Regions from separate parts of the Sus scrofa genome. Here region 2 is linked to region 1. A link is a contact called in public promoter capture Hi-C data. All regions are on one chromosome and are shown on one strand. Each heading gives the region's core, a stretch centred on a gene start, on an enhancer-like site or on the middle of the called end of the contact. The rest is flanking DNA. Distances are from core to core; before and after follow the strand shown.

Region 1 (4,653 bases), core at 1,549-4,048:
GTTGCTGTGGCTCTGGCCACACCCCTAGCCTGGGAACCTCCATATGCCGTGGGAAGCGGCCCTAGAAAAGGCAAAAAGACCAAAAAAAATAAACAAATAAAGAGCTGATGAGTAAATTAAAAGATGTGAAAGCATGATGTGATAGCAGAGAGGGCAGGATGGAAAAAACTAGAAGGGACAAAATCAGGCAGTTCTTATACACCCACCCAGCTAACTCTTGGAGATCCTCAAGAAAGCTTTTCTGGACCTGCCTCTCTGACCCTCCCAACCTCAGTCAGATGTCCCTCCCAGTTACTCCACAGGGCCCCACTGGCTCAGAATTGCTTGGGCACCTGGTGTTGCTCCACCAGATTCTTGGCCTCAGCGCTTCACATGAAGCACAGCTGAAAATCAGCACCTACGTAATCGCTGGCTCCATTTTCAAATACAAACCTGAGTTAGAAAATACCCAGAGGAAGGCTGTATGGTTTCTTAATTGGAGGCCTTTGCTACATAGATTAAGAAACCATATGGGACTTTATTTGAAATGGCATCTCATTCTTGATGCCATGTGGTACTACGAGATCAAATGCAGCCCCCTTTCCTTTCTTGCTTTCACTTCTAGTTGCCTCGCCTCAAAGAAGACTCAAATGTTGTGATCAGTGGATGGGGTACTGAAAGCCTGAAATATAGGAGTGAAGGTGAAATAGAGGTAAGAAGAGAGATGAGAACAAGTAAGCTGTACTAAGGAACAAAGGACCAGCAGGATCAGACATCTGAGAGGACAGGAAAGGGCCAGAAGTGACACGGGGTATGCAAACCTAGGGAGGCTGGGAGGCAAGGTGGCCTTTTGGAATAGGAGGAAATATGAACTTTGAAGGTAAGAGCAAAGTAGCTGAGTTTTGTTTTGAGTTTATGATGTTTACAGGACCTCTAGAGGATGAACAACATCAGGAGTATGAAATTTTAAACTGGAGACCTTATTGAACAAAATAGTTCTTATTGGTTGGGGGGAAAGTTACAAGTCATCGTTTACAGTTTATACCCACTTACAAAGACCCATCTTTAATGCTGCTGCTAAGTCACCTGCAACAGAGTCTTCTTGCTAAATACAACACTGCACTATCAGGATATTTGCAACAAAGGAAAGACCAGCCATCTCCATACTCTTTCCTGCCATCAAATATTCAAGCCCCTTACCATGATTCTGAATGACTTTTGTGTTAATATGAACATCCAAAGAAGCAACGGTTAAATGCTCAGATGCTAGAGTAAAGCTTCAAATATTCTTGAGAATTCACTATGTAACCTTAGGCAAGGCTTTGAACATCTCTAAGCCTTAGTTTCCTCACCTGTAAAATGTGTGTTGTAACAGTAATTATCATAGGATTGTTTTGAGAAGTAAATGGCATAATTCATGTAAACTGCTTTAGTATGGTGCCTGGCCCCTTAAAAATGTTAACTACTGTACAAGCACTATGTGATAAAAGGATGCAACAAAAATTTTCTTATGAATGAAAAATTGCATCAAAAAAAAACTGCAAAAGAAAAGAAATGGCATTTATACAGTGTTTTCATACATTTTATAAAAGATTAAACCAAAGTGTTTTGTTTTATGAAAACAATTTTTTAAAAATTTTTTATCTTTTTGCTATTTCTTAGGCCGCTCCCGCGGCATATGGAGATTCCCAGGCTAGGGGTCGAATTGGAGCCGTAGCCACCGGCCTACGCCACAGCCACAGCAACGCGGGATCCAAGCCACTTCTGCAACCTACACCACAGCTCACGGCAACGCCGGATCGTCAACCCACTGAGCAAGGGCAGGGACCGAACCCGCAACCTCATGGTTCCTAGTCGGATTCGTTAACCACTGCGCCACGACGGGAACTCCTGAAAACAATTTTTATTAAGTATTTTACTGACTATCAGCTATTGTCAAAACAATTAATCAGAATTCAATAAGATACCCAAAAAGAGTGGTATTTGCTTTTCTCCCAAATAAAATAGTTCTAAATCAAGGTGAGATGGAAGATCTGCTGTGATACTCACAGGAATGGATAATAAAAGGCATTATGTGTACATAGGATATACGTTAATGTATATCGCTGCATACACCTATTTATTAAGACCGTATCTGTGGCCTACCCGAACCCAGATAGAATTTGTGTGACCCTGGCTGGGTCAGTGTCTGCCTAGACAAAGCTCCTCAGTCTATCAGTCTCACTCAACAAATACTCCTGAGTTTCTAATAAGCACTACGCGCTTGCTAAACGCTCAGTGTATAGACCTAAAGACAGCCACCGCTGACCCCAGAGTATGAACAGGGAACTCATCACCTCTCTCCCCAGAAAGGCCAACAGAAAGGCCGACTGCGGGAAAGGGGCAGTCGCCAGGACGCCTCACCTCCCGATCAGCGGACAGCGGCTCCCCCATTCCCAGCAAAGCCCCCTCCTCCACCGGTCCAGGCCAGCTTGCCAGTCTGCTGGCCCGCCCGCTTAGCCTGGCAGGCTAGCGTCTCCATGGTAACCGTACACAAACTACCTACCCTGGCCGCCCGGGGCCGCCTCTCTGCATAGCCAGGTAGCTGCTGGGAGGGAGAAGCCAGGGGGTGGGGGTGGGAGCAGGGAAGGGGGCTTCCGGCAAGACCCAAAGCACCTGTAATTAGCGCCGGGGAGAGTAACAACCGCGGAGATTCAGCTCATCCTCCAGGCTTCCCGAGGCAGCAGCAGCAGCCAAGAAGAGCAGGCGGGGCATGACCGGGCAAGGAGGTGCGAGGAGGTCCCTCCGCGCCACTTGCCCACTGGGCCTGCGCAGGTCTCTCCAACGCATGCGTAGAAACGCTGAGCGGGGGCGCTGGCAGGTGGGAGAGTAGGAAGAGCTTGCGGAAGGCTATTGGCTGGATGTTGGAGCTTCAGGTGCAGCGAGAAAGGGCGAGGGATGCTCAGGGAAGAGCTGGGATGGGAAAGGTGTCACCTTTCAAATTAGCAATTTACGGAATCACGGTTATTGAATCCGTGTGAGATCTCAGCGCCCCTATTAAATAGGAGGATGGCAGCTTAGTGTTTAGGAGTTTCAGGATTTAATGGTTCAAATTGTGGTTATGTATAATCCTGAACTAGTTGCTTAATGTCTGTCTCCTCTGTAAAATAGAAGGAAATAATAAAATCTAGCTAGGTCTTGTGGTGTTGTGAAGCTTGAATGAGAAAATAGATTTAAAGTGCTATGCACGTTGCATTTGTGAAGCACTATAGAGTTTACAAAGGGTGTTTCACTCTATATTATCTTTGTGAGCGTTCTGACACCCTGAGGTAGCCGCTTGGCATCCCCATTAACAGAAGACAGCATGCAGGCCTGTGGTCTAGTGGGTGACAGTGGTAGATTCAAGTCTAGGCCTTTCATCAGCAGTCGTTTTTTGTTCTTACTGAGTTATCACAGTTGACTGGTGAAAAGAACCCCGTTTATATGTTTCTGGTTTAAATTCTGTTCTCTCCTATTAGACATTCAGCAACACTTCACAGTGTTAAATACAAGTGAGACCATAATCACTCTCCATTCAAGTTTGCACCACGTTTTATATATATGGGGATTTTTCAGCTGAAGTGTTGTTGTCAACATTGGAAAAATGCCACATCCCTTGGTGCTAAGTATCTTGTAAAGAATAATTACATTGACAATATTTTTGAGTACATAGTATGCATAAGACATTGCGCTAGGTGGGAAATGATATTAAGCAGAGCTAAAGGAATCTAAGTATTCTTCAAAGTACCCAATAGGATGATGGGAATGTAAACTGGTGTGACCACTTTGGAAAACAGTAAGGAGGTTCCTTAAAAAACTAAATATAGAACTACCATATGATCCAGCAATTCCACTCCTGGGCATCTATCCAGAGAAAACCATATTTTGAAAAGATACATGCACCCCAGTGCTCACTGAAGCACTATTTACAACTGCCAAGACATGGAAGCAAACTAAACGTCCATCAAAAGAGGAATGGATAAAGAAGATGTAGTACAGGAGTTCCCGTCATGGCGCAGTGGTTAACAAATCCGACTAGGAACCATGAGGTTGCAGGTTCGATCCCTGCCCTTGCTCACTGGGTTAAGGATCCGACATTGCTGTGAGCTGTGGTGTAGGTTGCAGAAGTGGCTCGGATCCCGAGTTGCTGTGGCTCCGGTGTAGGCTGGCGGCTACAGCTCCGATTAGACCCCTAGCCTGGGAACCTCCGTATGCTGCATAAGTGGCCCTAGAAATGGCCAAAAAAAAAAAAAAAAAGAAAAAGAAAAAAAGATGTAGTACATACATACAATGGGATATTATTCAGCCGTAAAAGAAGGAAGTAATGCCATTTGCAGCAACATGGATGGACCTAGAAATTATCACACTAAGTGAAGTAAGTCATCCAGAGAAAGAAAAATATCATATGAGATCATTAATCTGTGGAATCTAATAGAAGTGATACAATAGGACTTACAAAACAGAAACAGACTCAAAGATTTTGAAACCAAACTTTTGTTTACCAAAGGGACAATGTGGAGGAAGGAGGGATAAATTATGGGGTTGGGATTGATATATACACACTACTATGTATAGAATAAACAGATAACAGGGACCTGCTGTATAGGACAGGGAAATTTACTTAGTACTGTATGGTAACCTATATAGGAAAAGAAT
Region 2 (4,796 bases), core at 2,208-4,707, 230 kb before region 1:
AGGAGGAGCCAGATTTCAAACCCAGGCCGTGGGACTCCAAGTCCAGTCCATGCTTTTCAGCATTATCCTGCATTATCTGAATAAAAATTTAATATATGGCTCCTAATAGTGAAAATATATATTGCTTTCTCTTCCAAAATTATTTTTCCTTCAGGATGAAATGTAAAACTTTGGTTTCTGGGAGAAACCACATTCTTAGATCTTATTAAATTGCGTATCAAATTCTTATTTAAACCCTGACCCATCTTGAAATTGCATTTGAACCTTGCTGAATCTTTGTGTTTCACTGTAGAACATAATTTTCAGTATGTTGTCATTATAAACTTCACCTCTTGCAAGAAGGTGCTAGACTGCGATCTTGGAAATAGGGTATATAAAAGGCTTATCTTTACATTAAGAGATTACCAAGTAAAATGGTTTTTTTAGTGAACTGCCTAAAAGAAAATTTGGTATATTTCCATGAGTAATAGACTCAAGATTAGCTTTGAATGTTAAAAGAGCATTCTCCTAGCTAGTTCATTGTTGCCATGACAGTGCTGGCAGTGCAAGTGTTGTAGTAACTCCTTGCAATGATCTTATTTTAGACCCTAACGTTTGCAGTGCTGAACATCCCCTTCCCCGCCCCATAAGTAACTCTAGTGGAAAAGTACTGGTTTTATAACTGGCTTCTGGCTTTGTAGCTGAAAGACTGCACTATTGTGGGCTTAAAAAAAAATAGTGTAGGAGTGTTGAGTGTTTTTCCCGTGGATTATAAATGCTTGAAATTTCCCAAAATATGGTATTGCATTACATGTCATACAGCAAGTTGTTTACAGCTAAAAAGGAAAGTGGCCTCAGTTGTCTTCTTATGAAATCAAGCCTAGGTTATATCATTACTTTGATCGCACAGAGAAATCATTTTGCCATTTGTATGTGCACACTTTAAAGCCTTTGGATTCTTATTTATTATGGAAAATTATCACTAGAATCATAAAAGATTATGCTTAAATAGTGTAAAAGGCACTCTTCTCTTGTCCTTTCCATAATTCAACTTTATCTGATCAAATTGGAGTATTTTAATCTTGATTTTTTAAATTATGAACTAAAGTTATAAAATGATTTTAAGGAAGTACCCAATTTGAACTGTGTACTTAATTGTTTAGAGTCTTAATTTTGTTACTTATATGTTACAAAATTAGATTTCACTGATGTTTTCTAATTGTAAATCCCATTATAACTATACTATTAAGCACAAAATATTTTCACACTCATAGTAGTGCCATTTTGTATACTTTTGCATTCCATTTGTTAGGTCAGAGTTTCATTGTCTATGGCATGTGCACTAAAAATCTAGTATAGCATGAAGAAAAAATTGATTATGGCAACAAACCTGGTAAAAGAAGATGGAAAATCTGTTACACTTCCTTAATTAGTGACAACTACCAACAAATGATTACATATACTTTTTTTCCCTAAATGCCACCTTAAACATTTAGTTCATCTACCTTAGATGCTAGAGATTTAAGCAAATCTCACATGATTGGGTCTGTAGTGAGTATTGCGGTATGAGTGTTTGACAAGCCCTTTTCCTGCTTTTTTTCATTTTAACATATAAAAGTAATTTTCAAAACAAAAGTCTGTCTCCAAGCTAGACTTGTATTTTGCTTTTTCACCAAGCAATGCATATTTTTTCTTGATTTTGTTTTTATTATTTTTTATTCCCTTTAGTGCACTGTATTATTGTAAATAAATCTTTAGTGGTTATTGTTCAGATTAAGAGGTGTTTAATTCCAGTTTATGCTGGTCTTCATTGGTTCCTGATTTGAACTTGGAAGTAGTTGTATAGTAAAATGTGAAGAGTAAAACCTTGAGGTAAATATTCTGTCATTTAGTACTACAAATTTATATTAAATGCCATTTATTGGTTGGAATGAAACTATATTATGGCTCTTTCTGCTTTCTTAAAATAATTAATAACAGGGTTATTTATTTTTTTTTTTTTTCTGAACTCCACCTCACCTCTAGCTGATCTCCCTCTCCATCTAAGGCTGAAATGGGTATACTTTTTAAAAATAAGAATTCATTTTAAATCTTTCTTTATGCCTGATACTATTCTAATTCTGTGAGAGATATAAAAAGTTGAAAACAACCACTACCATTAAGAATTTTGCAATAATCTAGAGAAAAACATTAAGAATAAATCAAGACTTTCACTAAAAATGTTAAATTTTATGGTAGTATGTTGACAGCTGTGGAACTCTCTTGGTGGGAGTGTATCTACATAGTAATTACACATCCAGGAAATCATCTGAAAAAGATTGATGTATGATGATAATCCCTGTAAGTGTTATTTATGATGTAAATGTGTTATCTTTACATATCTTTATATATAAGTTGATAATCTAAATATCCAGTTATTAAATTATTGTTAAATTATAGTACATCTGTATAAAGGACTATAACACAGTTATTGAAAATTATTTTAAAATACATAAAAGAAGAAATTATATATTTAAGTGGAAAAGCAACTTTTAAAATAGTAGGCCAAATATATATATTTTTATAGAGAGAGGGAAATGTCAGGAAATCTGCATGTACCAGAAGAGTTAGATTAGATTATTAGAGATTTTATATTTCTTTTTATAATAATAATTATTAACAAACATAATTTTATTGAGTGTTTACTGTATGCTATGCTTAGTTATAAGCATCTTACATATAACATTTGTCAGATTTCAGGTGGGTTACAGGTTTTGAGGAAGATATCTTCCCAAAACAAATACACAAATATGAATGCACCCCCTCACTTTGAGACTGGATTAAGTTTCTTGATTTTTTTAGCTAAGGAAACAGGACCTTCTCCAAATCTGGGCTCTTTCTTTGAGAAGAAGCACTTGCAGCCTGCTTGGGTGCTGCTTTCCCTGGCCCCCAGTGCTCCTAAAGGTGGTGCAATTGCTACTGACACTCCCAGGGTCACACCATATCTGCAAGACTCAATTCCTGTTATTCTCTTGTGTTTTTCCACTTAAGGTTTACATTCACATTCTGAAATAATGTATACAAACTTTCTCTGTACTTCCTTTGAAGGCCCATTTCCCTGCAATGTCTAGTTTTACACATACAACAGTTCTGTGACTTGAATTTTACTTTTTATAGATGAAGAAACAGAACTATTAGGTAACTTAATTCAAGTACTGAATATGGAGAGTCAGGAGGCATGTCTGACTCCATGTTCTTAACCACTAATCTGTTTTCCTATAGTCTTTGTGTTTTTATTCGTGAGCACATGTTACTTTTATATTGGAATATGACTTAAAATCAATGTGGGAAAATTATATAACATTCACAGTGTTACAGTAATTCAGAGCAAGGAAAGATCTGAGTGGGTTGGGATAATAAAGACAGCTTAGTGGAGCAAATAAATTTTAATGTAATAATTAACTTTTCTTCTCAGCTTATCTGTTTACACAAGTACACACTGCTTCTATCCTCAGCATGCCCAAACCAAACCTCTTATGACTGGCTGTAACTAATGCTCTGTTGTTCTTCCCTGCAGACTAAGTTTGGCCTCATTTTTGTTTCCTTTCTCTGGCCCCCTTTTATTTTCCTTTTGCTGTCTGTCAGTGCGTGTGTGAACATGTAACTATAACTTTTGTCTGAGCCCTCTCTCACTTTATTATGAATAAAACACTAGCTTGGCTGTTTCCATGTGGTAATGCCATCATAATTTAATGTTTGAGCTGGCTAAAAGTAGTTGTAAAAATTGCATTCGTTATATTTAAAAAACTCATTGGAAGGAAATAGAACTCAAATCTTGAATATTGTCTGATGAGTTAACCTTATAGCATAAACTGATGTTCAATCAGTATGCACTGGCACAGCAGTACTTTTTTAAATACTATTTTCATACCAGTTGGTAAATAGGAAACAGAAACTCCAAAAAGCAATAAAATTAATAAATTAATAATATATAGTCAGGATAGGTGGTTTATCTTAGAAACCACACATGCACTTCAATTCCAAGCTGGTCTGGTCACTGAAGCATGGAGCTAGGAAGTTTGCTCAGATGTTCTGTTATTTATTTCAGATATTGGAAGTACAAAAGCCCTTGGGTGGGAGAGAGAGACCCAGCAGGTGAACTGAGGAGAACGTAATCAGCAACCCACAAAAAGAGTACCCAGTTGTGCCAAGAAGACAAGCAGGGTTCAGGCCTTGGTGGTGACTGGGGAGGCTGCTACAAGCCAGTGACAGAGACTCTCAGGGTATTGTCTCTCAGGTGGGCTTGAGCAGTGTTTCTTTGTTTAACAACTGAATTATTCCTTCATAACAAATTTGGTGACTTAAAACCATACACATTGTCTCAATTGCTGTGGGTCAGAAATCTGGTTATAGTTGAGATAGGATCCCTGCTTCAGGGTCTCCCATGAAGCTGCAGTTAGTTAATGTCTTGACCAGGGCTGTGGTCTCATCTGAGGCTCAAATGGCAAGGAACACATTTTCAAGCTCACATAGTTGTTGGAAGGATTCAATTCCTTGAGAGCTGTTGAATTGAGAGCCTCAATTCCTTGCTGCTAGCTCACTGGCAGCTCGCTCTGTTCCTTGCCATGCAGGTCCCTCCACCTGCGTTTCAGAGAAAGTACCTGAGAAGAACCAGAGCCAGGTACTAGCAAAGAGTGCCAGCAAGACAGAAGCCGCAGTCTTTTTTGGGGGGTTTTTGTTTTTGTTTTTGTTTTGCTTTTTAGGGCTGCAGGTGCAGCATGTGGAAGTTCCCAGGGTAGGGGTCAAATCAGAGCTACAGCTGCTGTTCCTACCACAGC

What was found. Promoter capture Hi-C pulls out the DNA fragments that hold promoters and counts their contacts.
Region 2: a contact with region 1 is called in a promoter capture Hi-C map of liver, with 4 times the contacts expected there. The contact joins the enhancer-like site here to the promoter of ARMC2 in region 1. A contact is called at or near these places in 4 of 5 promoter capture datasets (fetal liver, fetal skeletal muscle and liver), 5 of 47 Hi-C or Micro-C datasets (adipocytes, alveolar macrophages, embryonic fibroblasts and 2 more) and 1 of 2 datasets of contacts at active chromatin or transcription factors (skeletal muscle).

Annotation. Positions count from the first base shown.
Region 1 is chr1:74,921,969-74,926,621 of Sscrofa11.1, reverse strand. It overlaps ARMC2 (armadillo repeat-containing protein 2), which reads right to left and starts at 2,798. Exons shown (of 19, transcript XM_021090841.1): 1 at 2,635-2,798.
Region 2 is chr1:75,152,747-75,157,542 of Sscrofa11.1, reverse strand. The region is part of intron 1 of SESN1 (sestrin-1); the gene reads left to right. It overlaps LOC106508918 (a long non-coding RNA gene), which reads left to right. Exons shown (of 2, transcript XR_001306055.2): 1 at 1-4,255. Among named protein-coding and RNA genes, the nearest start is that of SESN1, 15 kb to the left of the region's middle. Within about 2 kb of position 3,457, at least 15 of the 83 cell types and tissues checked have an H3K27ac peak or open chromatin away from gene starts, as enhancers often do. A contact at or near this core is called in fetal liver and liver, where this site is marked.